Linked DNA regions of Zea mays: region 1 is linked to region 2. The links are chromatin contacts, called in public Hi-C maps. All regions are on one chromosome and are shown on one strand. The core of a region is the stretch at or near the end of the contact, and the rest is flanking DNA. Distances in the headings are between cores, read along the strand shown.

Region 1 (6,368 bases), core at 2,596-5,095, 180 kb after region 2:
TGGTCAGCTACTCACCTGGATTCTGTTTGTTGACTGTTGGTTGCACAAGTGCTCTTGCAAGAATGAACCCAAAAAAAATCAGGGGTCAAATATCTCTCTGCCCTGGATACACTTGTACAGAAAGAGAAGGGAAGAAAAAGATAAGAGCAATCCTGGATTCCATATTCTGTTTTATAGGTTCCCAAAAGGCCACTGTTGTTTCATAAAGAAGGGCACTTTCTCATCTTCTTAACCAGAAATGAAATGACCGAGGAGAAGGTTATTCCTTTTGGGTACACTCAAGAGATACCAACATCATCCATGCTGGAGCTCCAATGTGATTCTCACAAGTCACAACAAGGGCCAAAGTAAGTATATAGCAGCATTCATTATGCCACGGTGCAAAAACACACCATTCAAAAGGTAAACAATTTTCTCCAACACAAGTATATACTCTTGTACAATAGCCTGTCCAACAGCTGTCAAGACTAATGACCACACTCAGCTGACAATATTTTTTTTTCTCGAAATGCGCAGGAGAACTGCGCCCCATTATATTAAAGTAGAAGGAATAGAGCAAAGAACCCCCCCCCCCCCCCCCCCCCCCCCCCCCCCCCCCCCCCCCCCCCCGATAACATGCATGTATCTCTGGTCCATTACCAGCAGCATCCGGTTCTCAGAGGCAACAATTCTAACCAAAATGACAAAGCCTTTTAGTACTAAGCAAGTTAAACTAGACTAGAGTTAAAACCCATCAAAAAACACAAGTCAAGATTTAGCAACTTGGATAGCTGTTTTTCATGCACTCATATTTAAGGCTAATTTTTTGGTATCTTCATCCTTGCAAGTCTCCTATATTGTTTCTTCCCATATTAACTTCAGTCTTCTTCCACCTTTCTTTCCATTGCAGTCGCGCCTTAGGATCCTACTACACACCGATGACCATCTCAAATGATGTTGGACAAAGTTTTCTTTAATTGGTGCTAACCCTAGTCTACCACGTATATTATCGTTTCGGACTCGATCCCTTCTTGTACGATCATAAATCCAATGGTTAGCCATACTATAGCTATGTCCCCGAGCCATCTCCATGCCTCAACTAGAATACCATCAGGGTCCATTGCCTTACCTCTTTCATTATAACACACTCCCTAGATATCAATTTGCAATCCAAGCATGCTCGTTTATCCTCTCTTCTTGCGAGGACAAAGTGAATATAAGGCAACAATTCTAACTAAAGGCAATTCAGCTACTCACCCGACTCACCTGAACTTTGTGGGTTGGGGGAAAAAATGCACTTGCACCCTAATTTTGGCAGCATGAAATGAAGCCACAGTGAACCAAAAATTTCAGTTGCCCAACTATTATAGCAGAAAGTAAATGGAAGAAAAAGGTAAGGTGTGAATTATTACCGCAGAAAGGAAAGGAAAGAAAAAGGTAAGAGCAACCCTGGATTCCATATTCTGTTTTGTAGTTCCTAAGTCCCAACTGAAAGCAGCACTATGAAAACTTATATATAGTCCTAGTATCTCCTCCCATACACAGTATCATAATGCAAAGTCACTTTGGCTAACCGAAAGGAGTCAAATCAAATCTTTGGCCTCTATCTAGAAATATGAAATGCAGGTCACTTGCTCCAAGTTGGACTTTAGCCACGCTTTGTCGTCAACTTGAGAGATATCTATCAACATGGTCAAACTTGGAGCTGGAGCTATTTTGGGACAACATCAAAAGCTAATACTACTAGTAGGCCAAAATTATATAGGTTGATGAACCACAGCAGACAGAACAGTGTGGCGTTTATGGAAACGAAGGGAAAGAAGAACCCTAACTTCTTGTAAAATGACCTGACCACAGTGTAGGAATTAGGGTGCCGTTTGGTTCACATATTTGTAACGCAATGGGTAACTGATAACGTTAAATCATGTTTGTTTTAGTCCAACCGTAATCAAATACCACACTAAAAATTGATACCAGCCTATTTAAATTTGTTACCGCCAGTAATCGAGCGTAAACCATTACCATTATCATTTGTGTTACATTTCTTGAACCAAACAGCACCTAGGATATTTAGTGAGACAGAAGAACACTACCATTTCGTAGCAATATAGTACAAAGCCATGGTGAATTGGGGATTGAACCAATTTATGTTGAACATTAGTATGTGAGCAAAATAAAGATCAGTTTTGTGTTTTGCCCGTCAGAGCAGAGAAGTGAAACACAACTAATAAGTAGAGAAGCAAATTACTAAGCAGCATCAGTGCAAGGAAGGAAATACATCAGTACCGACGGTGTTGCAATTTAACTAGGGACAAAGATCACAAAAACAACAGGAAGCACTCTTGTACAAGCTAACTGAAGGTGGAAAGTGCAGAGTTTGCCCTGTTGGGTTTGGGAGGCAAAATCTGCAGTTTCCACCATTACTACTTTACTAGTACTAGTAACTACAACACAGTTGCAAATGCAAATGCAGCAGAAGTGAACTAGTGAAGTGGGTAAGCAAGGCAGCATCTACTTGCTTTGTGGTGGTGGTAGGAGCATCTACTTGTTCCCGGCGGCATCGGCAGCCGCGGCGTCGTCCTTGACCCCGACGAGCACAATCTTCTCGTAGACGACGTGCGAGGGGTGCATGGGGTACTCCACCGGCGCGACGGGCCGGCGCTTGGTCGCGTAATACCAGAGGAAGAGCACAATGAAGGTGAGCATTGCGCCGGCCGCGGCCGCGAGCAGCAGGGACAGTGCGGCGCCCCAGGGGCTGCTGTAGCGGCGGTCGGGGGCTGGCTGGCTGGCTCTGGCTTCGCGCTCTGGCGGCGGCGTGGTGAGCAGGTCGGCGGGGTTGAGCGGCAGAGAGTGCATCCGGTTGGGAGCTGCGCGGAACGCCCAGCTGAAGAGCGTGCAGTTCCCGGAGGAGGTCCGGAATCCGGCAAGGATGGGGCCCCTGCGGAGGACGGGGAGCAGATGGAGCGGGTAGGAGAGGAGCGGCGGGGTCGGGGTCGGGTGGTGGTTGGCGGTGGGGATGCGCGTGGCGGCGAGTTGTACGTGGAGAGTGTCCGTGTCGGCGGAACTGGAAGAAGAGTTGCTGTGGTAGTAGTCAATCCAGGCATGCAGGTGGCTTGCGGTGGTGGGAACGGGATGGCGTGTCTCCGTCTGGAGGGCGGTGCGGCCGGCGAGGTCGAGGCGGATGTGGCGCGCGGAGAAGACGAGTGCGAGGGCCGGGGGCGAGCGGGAGGCGGAGGGTGTGAGGAAGAAGGCGAGGGAGGACGGGGCGTGAGGGAGGGCGAAGGCGAAGTAGGTGGAGAATCCGAGGCGGAGGGCGGACGCGGCAATGGGGGTCCTGTACTGCACCCGTGCGTCGGGGATGGGCATGGAGACGGAACCCGCGGTGGCATTGGCGGTGGCGCCGCCGGAGAGGGAGAGCTGCGCAATGGCGCCGGCGGCGGGGAAGAAGTCGAGGGCGAAGGACGGGGAAGAGACGGCGGTGGCGGGGCGCAGCGCAAGCGAGAGGCAGAGGAAGAAGAGGGCGAGAAGCGGCGGCATCTCCGTTGCCATCGCAGCAGTAGATATTGTTGTTATTTTACAATGATGGAAGGAAATGAAGCAGAGATGAAAAATGAATCAGATGAAAAATGCTAGCTTTGTTGCTGCTGCTGGTGTGGTGGATTGCATCCGCATGGATGGATCTCATCAGCCAACAGCAGATTTCTGCTTTCCTTCCCCTTCAGGCTGCAGCAAAGCAACAGTGAGTGGCAACTCGGGAAGGGAAGAGAATGGGGAATGACACACTCTGCTCTTGAGATGAGATTAGCCTGCAGGGTATTCGAATCGGGAGAGGATGGATGTTCTTGGCCTTGGCGTGCAGGGCAGAGGTGTGTGGAGTGTGGCTGATGGAAGAAGAGAAAGGGGATCGATGGATAGGATAGGGAAAGGAAAAAAAAAAGAATAGGGGACCAATGCAAATTGCAAGCTGCTGCTTTTGCCTTTTCCCTGTTGCTTGCTTCTGCACTTCTGCTTATCTGTTTTTCACGGACTCATCCAAACACATGTTCTAACAAAATTCATATAAGTAAATTCCTTCCTTTGTCTTTTCTATGTTTTTTATTAAAAAAAATCCTCCGTTTCTAACTTGGTTGGTCGTTTCTTTTCCGGTGGCGAAACGGCAGGTTAGGTTTGAGCTCCATTCGTCCCAAGATTTAGGGTTTTATTCCCTCTAATATTTATTTTAGTGGTATTGATTCAGTGCAGATGTGACATAATGATCAAAGAAACATGCCCTCAGAGTGCATGTTGGGCTGCTTCTGTTGTGCTTTGGAAGACCATGGGCCCTGCTGGCCAGGCCAGCACAGCCTGTGTCAGATCCTGAGGCCTCATTTCCTTTCCGCGGCCCAGCCAGTATATGATGTATCCACCGCCTGGCCCAGCAAAGCAAAGGCAAAAATGGATGATGGGAAGGCGGGAGCTGCGTTGGCGCCACCACTATTTGCCGTTTGCCGCGCGCGCTCTTCCGTTCCCTCCTCGTTTCGTTTTTCTCCTCCACTTCTTCCCTCCACTCCATCCTCGCTTCGCAAACCCCCAACCTGCTTCTGCTTCAGACGAGGCGAGATCCCCAATCCATCACCACATCACACTAGATCACCCAACCTCCCTCCACATCCATCTTGCAGCATCCGCCATGGCGCCGCCGCCCAAGCCAGCCGAATCTTCCACCAACAAGAAGAAGGTCACCCCCGCGGAGGTCGCATTCCTCGTCGACCGCTACCTGGCCGAAAACGGATTCAACGCCGCCCTCGCCGCGTTCCGCTCCGAAGCCGCGCACATCTACAGCCCCACCAAATACAGCAAGAAGACGCCCAAGAGGCTCATCCCGCTCGCCGACATCCTCCACGACTACATCGCCCTCAAGGAGGCCCGCGTCGCCATCGAATCCGCAATGCAGGCCATGCAATCTCTCGTTTCCACCTACTACGCATCCGGCTCCTCGTCCGCTGCTCCGCCTCATATGAACATGAACATGAACATGATGATGCCTCCCCTTCCCCCGCCTCACGCCGCCACCGGTGCCCAGCCGTCATCGCCGCCGCTCTTCTTCTACGCGCCGAATTCTTCGTCGCCTCCGTCACAAGGTATTATTGCGATTGCCTTACAATGCCCCTCACCTGTTTGGTTCTTTTCTGCTTTACTTACTGCTCTTCTGCTGCAGGAACCGCCGGCCACGCCTCGCCTCTCGTTCATCACTACGCTCACGCATCCGCCGCGGGCCTTGTCCACAACTCCTCCTCAGATCTGTCCACTCCAGCTCCCACCTCTCTGCCCACTAATAAAAAGAGGAAGGCTTCAGGGAAGACCGCCGCCGCTTCAGCCTCCAAGAGATCCTGCATTGCTCCTAATACAACCACCGACGCAAAGGGTACACATGACAACTTTCCTCCACATAGCCTTATTAAGCTTATATTTATCCTTTTGATAACAAAACATAAATAAGAAACATTGCATTATGCTAACCCTACCTTCCTAAATGCCAGGTAGAGCTGTACCCGCGGCGTTTCAACCGTCGAATCATCAGAAGAACATGGGTTCCGCTGCCCAACCAACTTCAGCTCAACATTCAGCTCCACTCCAAACTTCATCTGTTGCAAAGAGCTTGTTTGCGCCGCTCCCACCTCCGGCCCACTCTTCTCCCTACACGCCGCAGCAACAAGATCAGCCTGCTGCTGCTTATCCGTCTGCAACTCCAGCGTGTGCCGTTGCCCAACAGGAAATCGGCCCCTCCCAGTGCTCTATCGTTTCTTCTTCCAAGACCCTCATCGTCAGCCCTCTCAAAGGGAGCGCGTACTATGCTGTCGAGAGGAGCTACCATCTCAGCTCCCCCTTGAAACCGACCGCCCGCAGTTCCCCCTTGAAACCAACCACCCGCAAGTTGAACTTCGATTGCACCGAGCTAGGTCCCTGTGAGCAGATTTGCGACAAGGCCTCTGCCTCTGCCTCCTCCGACGAAGACAAGCAATATGACTTTGACATGGATTTCACGAACTTCGATATATGTGATGGTGAATTTTCGTTTTCTGAGCTCCTGCTTGACTTCGATCTTGACAATGAAGGTGTCCTGAACGCTTCCACAAGTGATCAAGTTCAAAGGTATAGGCATACCTGTTCTATTTCTATGTCAGATGCCTTTCGGTTTCTAGTAACTGTGCATGCTAAGTCTTGTTCCTTGTGCATGTTGAACAAATGCAGGCTAGAGCCTGCTGCTGCTGCTGCTAGTGGTCATATGGCAGCGGGTCCTGTTCTACCTGATTCAGTGAAGCCAGTCGCAGCAGATTCTGCTCAGGAATTGAATCCCCAAGGTTGTGACCATTCTCTTATAAGATCCCCCGATGGCAATTTGCGATATA
Region 2 (6,575 bases), core at 2,628-5,127:
CCCGCACCGCCATGCGGACCTTCCTTTCCCCCGTCGTCAAGGCAAAAAGCTCCACGGAGAATGGATGGATCCACAGATCCCAGTGGGGGTCAATCCCCAAAAAACCCTCGCAAACCGCCGCGAAGATGGCCGCTTGCGCAATGGAGTTGGGGTTGAAGTTGTGCAGCTCCACCCCGTAGTAGTGCAGGAGCGCCCGCATGAAGTGGCTCGCTGGCACTCCAAACCCTCGCTCGTGGAAGGAGATGAAACTGACCACATACCCCGGTGGCGGAGCCGGGTCGGCCTCGCTCGCGGGGGCCATCCACTCCGGCTGCGGGTCACCGGAGAGGGGACAGAGCAAACCATCGGCGACGAGGGCCTCCAGATCGCCCACCGTGACGGTGGAGAAAGGCCACGGATTGCGTGGCGGAACGACGGTCGCCTTGTCGGCCATCGCTGAACGAAGGGGGTGGAGGCGGAGCAAAAAAGGTGCGCGGTTTCCTTTTCTCTGGCTATTCTCTCAGGTTGCGGAAACCAAAGCAGAAGGCGAGCAACAGAGTAAAGAACCACCGCCGGCCCCTCTTCTTGGTATATAAAGGCCCGGGCAAGACCCGTTCAACACTTCGCCCGAACCTGCCGCGAAATTCAAACTCGAAGGCGAAACACCCGTTCCTCGAACAACTCGCGCACGCGCAACGGCCGCCCCGCGAATCGCCCGTCTCGTCGCATTAACTCCTCGGCAGGGCAAGCGACGCCCTTGGCAGGCGAAGCAGGCATTGTTTCACCTCCGCCATGATGACTGCGTCAAAAAAGGTGCGCCACACCATTTAAATTTGTATCCTTTTCCTCTTCCCCTTTCTCTCTCTTGCCACAGGGACCGGGAAAGGGGATATTTCGAAAGGGATCCTTCTCCGCGAAGGAAGCGGGCCCCGAGCCCTCCTACTGATCAGGGGTTCGAATGCTGGCCCCTCAGAAGGGTTCGACAGCCGCCCCAGAGCACTCGGGCTTCAGGCTCATTACTGATCAGAGGTTCGAAGGCTGGCCCTTCGGAAGGGTTCGACAGCCGCCTCAGAGCACTCGGGCTCCGCGCCCACTACTAATCAGGGGTTCGAAGGCTGGCCCCTCGGAAGGGTTCGACAGTCGCCCCAGAGCACGCAGAGCGAGGGATGACTCTGGGTACGTCTGATACATGGTCGAGGCTCGGGCTACGCTCCCGAGGTACCCTAGGACATTTCCAAGACCAGCAGGAGCGATTTTGTAATGGAATCCCATCAGAGGGAAGCATTGAGCCCTCGGACCCTATCGAACGGGACCGGGTCCGGCAAATCACCTGCAGGTACTTTTGGAGCGCGCCTCTGGGCCACTAGCCGACCCTTATCGAACGGGGCACGGGCGCCCACTCGGATCACCCGTTAGCAACTCACTGGAGACACCATGTTCGGCGCCCTCCGAGGGCAACATGGCGCTTTCCCCCCTTCCTCCTTGCGGAAAGGCGACGAAGGGGCGTATGATAAAAGCCGAGACAGTCCTTGATCGTCCTCTCGCTCCGCGCAGAGGCTCGGGGGCTGCTCTCGCAAAACCCGGCTATGGCCAAACCGTTGACAGCGTCAACAAACCAGCCTAAAAACTCGGAACCTGACCACGCACCCGGGCTACGATCAGATCGCATGAGGGAGCAACCAGACCGGCCGAGGCATCACGAAAGGCATTAAGACCTCGGAGGAGTCAAACCACTCCTCCGAGGCCTCGGGGGCTACACCCGGTGGGTGCACTCGCGCGCACCCACCGGAACAAAATATAACCGAGAAAGGCCGGTCCCCTTGCAAAAAAGTGCGACAAAGCCTCCAAGCGAGTACCAACACTCCCTTTGAGGCTCGGGGGCTACTGTCGGGTACCATAATTAGGGGTACCCCCAACACTCCTAAACTTGGCTGGTAATCACCATCAGCACAAATTGCAGAGACTAATGGGCGCAATTCAGGTCAAGGCTTCGTCTACTCAAGGGACGCGATCTCGCCTCGCCCGAGCCCAGCCTCGGACGGGAACTGTAGTCCCAGGCGAATTCACGCCTCGCCCGAGGGCCTCCTCAAGCAACAGGCGCACCCTCGACTCGCCCGAAGCCCAGCTTGGGCAGGCTTCGTTGTGAAGCAACCTTTGCCAAATCACCTCACCAACCGACCGTATCGCAGGCGCATTCAATGCAAGGATCGCCTGGCGCCTTATCCTGACAAGTGTGCCTCAGTCGGCAAGGTCGAAGTGACCGTAGTCACTTCACCCTCCCACTGACTGACCTGATAGGAAAACAGCGCCGCTCGCCCCTCTCCGACTGCTGTGCCACCCGCCAGGGTGAGGCTGACAGCAGCTGAGTCCAAGCCTCAGGCTCAACAGGAAGCTCCGCCTCGCCCGACCTTGGGCCTCGGCCTCAGGAGGAGGTCTCCGCCTCGCCTGACCCCAGGGCTCGGCCCCCGCCTCTGCCTCGGAAGGTGGTCTCCGCCTCGCCCAACCCCAGGGCTCGACCTCAACCTCGACCTCGGAAGGTGGTCTCCGCCTCGCCCGACCCCAGGGCTCGGCCTCAACCTCGACCTCGGGAGGAATCGCGTCCTCGCCCGACCCCGGCCTCGCCCTCAGGAGGAGTCTCCGCCTCGCCCGACCTTGGGCTCGGACCGACCACGCCGCAGGGGATACATCATTACCCTACCCCTAGCTAGCTCAGGCTACGGGGGAACAAGACCGGCGTCCCATCCAGGCTCGCCCCGGTAACAAGTAATGATGGCTCCCCGCGTGCGTCCATGACGACGGTGGTTCTCAGCCCCCTACGGAAGCAAGGAGACGTCAGCAAGGTCCCAGCAGCCCCGACAGCTGTGCTTCTACAGGGCTCCAGCGCTCCTCCGACGGCCACGACACCGCGTGCACAGGGCTCTAGCACCTCTCCGACAGCCACGTTGGCATGTACACAGGGCTCTGGCACCTCTCTGCCGGACACGTTAGCATATAACAACACCCCCATTGTACACCTGGATTCTCTCCTTGCATCTATAAAAGGAGGGTCCAGGGCCCTCATGCGAGAGGGGGGTCGCGCGGGAGGACAGGCCGACGAACCGGCTCACGCTCTCTCTCTCTCCCTCTCTCTCTCCCTCGCGAACGCTTGTAACCCCTACTGCAAGCGCACCCCCCTTTGGCGCAGGATAACACGAGCCACAGTTTTCCCCCCTTTTGTGTTCCATCTCGCGCCAACCCATCTGGGCTGGGGCACGCAGCGACAATTTTACTCGTCGGTCCAGGGACCCCCGGGGTCGAAACGCCGACAATATGCTACGAAGTTGGTGGTGGTGTTGTGTTGCTTCAGCGGGTCCATGGCTGAGAAGACACTCGCATTCTCTCGCCCTTCTCGGATTGACGCCTGGTGTGGGTGCCTCTCAGTTAGGAGCTGCTCCGGCTAGGCTTCTTTCTCCGCTTGCGCGCTCTCTCCCTATATATCTAGCGGTATACTAACTATGTCGTCTCCAGATGCACAAGTCTTCGTCGTGTCTTTCTCCGGCAACGAACAAGTATGTCTACTTCTTCCCTTCTCCTCATGCTCTATGAAACCTTGGAAGTGGGGGAGGCGAGAGATGTGTGTCTCTGATTTGCTGGCTATGGTACTCGTGCGTTCATAAAAATATTATGTGAAGAATGGAGACAATCAATAAAAAATCTTGAGATCTTTTTGGTGGATAAGTTACGTGGATATTGTTGTGAGTTGCGCGACGCACGGGTAACAGTGTTTATTAACTAGTTAGTTCCGCTGTTTTGTATTTATTTTTTTATAAAAAATCTGACACTGCATATTATTTTTATAAAAAACTTGGCACCTAAATATTATTTAAAAGTTTAAATGTAAATTAGTTGTGATTATTGAATGCTTTGGGATCCTCTCTCCGTCTTCTTTCATCGAGACAAAATATCTACCGGGGATGTGGTGGTGGATGCTCGGGCATTCGTCAAACCACTCATCATCCCATCCCATCCCATCCAAGGGAATCCGATCAATCCCGGACTCGTCCTCCCGGCCAACCCTAGCTTCCCTTCTCTTCCCCTCCCCCGATGGACCCGCCGCCAACCAGGGACAGAGGGGAGGAGCTGGAGCCTGAAACCCGCGCCTTCCCCGACGCCGACGACCCGGAGACCTCCCGATCTGAACGCGAAGAGGGTATCCCTCCACCGCCACCGCCACCGCCTCTGCGCCAGCAGCTCATGGGGGCTTGCCGCGCCGACGAGCGCCTCAGGCCGCTCCTCACCCTCAACGTCTCCTGCGGCGCAGCGGACGACCGACTCATCGCACACCTCGCGCAGGTAACCTTTCGCTTTTGCCTTGCCTCGTCCTACTGCTGTTCGGTTGCCTAGGGTTTACGGATCTATTCATTCACATTCTGCTCGCTCGCTTCCTTCCTCTCTTGCAGCACTTCGAGGTGTCGGAGGTGGGCATGCTCGCGCGTTGCCTCTGTGTTCCCCTCGTTTCCCTGCGCGTTGGCAAGGTTCAGAGGGAAGGGGCCCTCCTCTGCCCAACACACATTAGGTTGGTACTCTCACTCAATCTCTACTTCGCTTCATCATCATATATGACACTGATACTCACTCGGTCCTTAAGATAGCAGTGCCCGCTTGACCCTTATGATTTCGCTTGATGCACTGTCTCTTTCGTGATTAGCATTTCGCATCTCACATGATTTGCCAGCTTTCCTCTTTCTCAACTTGTATATTCTTCTCGCTTGCAGCTAGCCTTTATACATATATACATATTAATTAATGTTACACAGGTTAGCCAGTTGATCTGATGTTTCTATAACTGTATGTGCTCACTATACGATTTAGCCTCTTCTTTCACATTTAAGTAACATGCTTGTGATAATTAGATCGCTTCCTTGGAAGCATATTTTTCACCACCAATTGAGCATGAATCAGCCTCCTATACTCTGTATACTTGCAACCAGGAACTTGTCTTGTGGTCTCATAGGATCCTAAACTCTCATATTGTACCATTTATTGAGATGGCAAACTTGCCCTACTAAAAAACTTTGTACTGCACCTCGATACTCAACTTAGCTTCTGATTTCATGTGAAAGCACTGTAGTATGTTGATTATATAATCTGGTATTTCAAATCTTTTAAGTTTTGCATGTTATTGACCAATATGTCCTTACATAGATGCTGTTGGAATGATGAAGAAGTGATCCTGTAGCTTTCTCTATGTCTCTGCTTCCAGGAAAAAAAGGCATGCCACTGTATCTATATGATGTGATATTAATGCCAAGTCTATGCAATTGCATTTTTTGTATCCCATGGGCGTACACTGGCGCATCTCAAGTTACCATACCACTAGATTTCATGATATAATAATTCATCTGACTAATTCTATATACAAATGGCACGATTCAATACATTGTTGGCGGGGAGGGGGCTGCCATCTACAGTCATCAACAGCAATTTTTGTTCATCTCTGCTCATTATTTGGTCTTATGTCCTTTTCTCCCTTTATACCAGTATCTTAATACACTTATACCTGTTGAAATGTGGATCATGTGGTTGGTGCCCTGTGTTGTTATACAGCACTCTTTAGTTTCTAATTAATAAAAAAATATTGCTTCTTTTATCCTCTTTGCTTTTTATGCGAGTATACAGGTGTGCCCATCTTTATTTCATGACACATAATTACTTGTTAGAAGAGATGTTTGCTGAATTATCGCACCTAATTTAGAATGCTGTGCATCAGCGAGTGTTCATGTTGATTCTAGGGTTACATAATTCGTTTTACTAGAGATGGCACTATTCACCCTGCCAAATAAATTTATCTTTCACTTGTAGGTAATTTGGGCGTTTGTCATAATCTCTGATATATGAGGAAAGAGAAGGTAGTTTCTTTCATGGCCTTGCAATATCAGTTACCTGCATTGATAATGAATAACCTCATATTGCATTATTTGGTGAGACTGATCAGGATTCCTACTTATGCTTGCTATATCATAACGATCATCTGCAAAATTCTTGTTATCATTCGAATGTTCTGCTGTTGCTTGACAATCCCTAGGATAATTAGTTTGTGCAATATTCTACTTCTTGGTTTACCTTGAACAGATGTCTATATGGCCACACTGGTGCTTGGTCTATAAACAATTACCTGGCTTTCCAAATCCATCCTTAAATAATTTTGTGATTAATAGCTGTGTTTTTTTAACTGTGTTGTTGGAGCCCTTATGGTTTCTACTTAAATATTGTCATGAAGTTTTTTTTTTGGGGGGGGGGGGGGGTCCATCTTTCACTTTTTTTGCCCTAACGGGGATCATTGGTGTTAACTGCCCTGGTATTTTTTGCTTACTCTTTAATTTTCGTTTTGATGCTTTGTAATCACAAAGCAATTTTATTTTTCTGATGTAGAAGCAAAATCACAATATAATAGCCTTTATTTATGTTATGGATCTAGATTACTTGTATGGAAGTTATTTTATTGTCTTTGAGGGAACGGCCATTTTTATATATTTGGTTCTTATATGAATTCACCTGAAAAATTAAAAGCTGCAATATGTTGAACATTTGGTTCCTAGACTTTTACAGTTTCTTCT

The links. Hi-C and Micro-C count contacts between places; a contact is called where the count stands out from the background.
Region 1: a Hi-C map of endosperm shows a contact between it and region 2, with 2.6 times the contacts expected there. The contact joins the promoter of LOC100281149 here to the promoter of LOC103631857 in region 2. A contact is called at or near these places in 6 of 25 Hi-C or Micro-C datasets (bundle sheath, ear, endosperm and 2 more).

Annotation. Positions count from the first base shown.
Region 1 is chr7:467,806-474,173 of Zm-B73-REFERENCE-NAM-5.0, forward strand. It overlaps LOC100281149 (legume lectins beta domain containing protein), which reads right to left and starts at 3,846. Exons shown (of 1, transcript NM_001154068.3): 1 at 2,214-3,846. The coding sequence starts at 3,528. The coding sequence ends at 2,521. It overlaps LOC100384566, which reads left to right and starts at 4,553. Exons shown (of 6, transcript NM_001177077.1): 1 at 4,553-5,099; 2 at 5,177-5,383; 3 at 5,499-6,111; 4 at 6,211-6,320. The coding sequence starts at 4,649.
Region 2 is chr7:286,589-293,163 of Zm-B73-REFERENCE-NAM-5.0, forward strand. LOC103631857 (putative calcium-binding protein CML27) reads left to right here and starts at 3,878. Exons shown (of 5, transcript XM_008653681.3): 1 at 3,878-4,311; 2 at 4,419-4,534. The coding sequence starts at 4,063.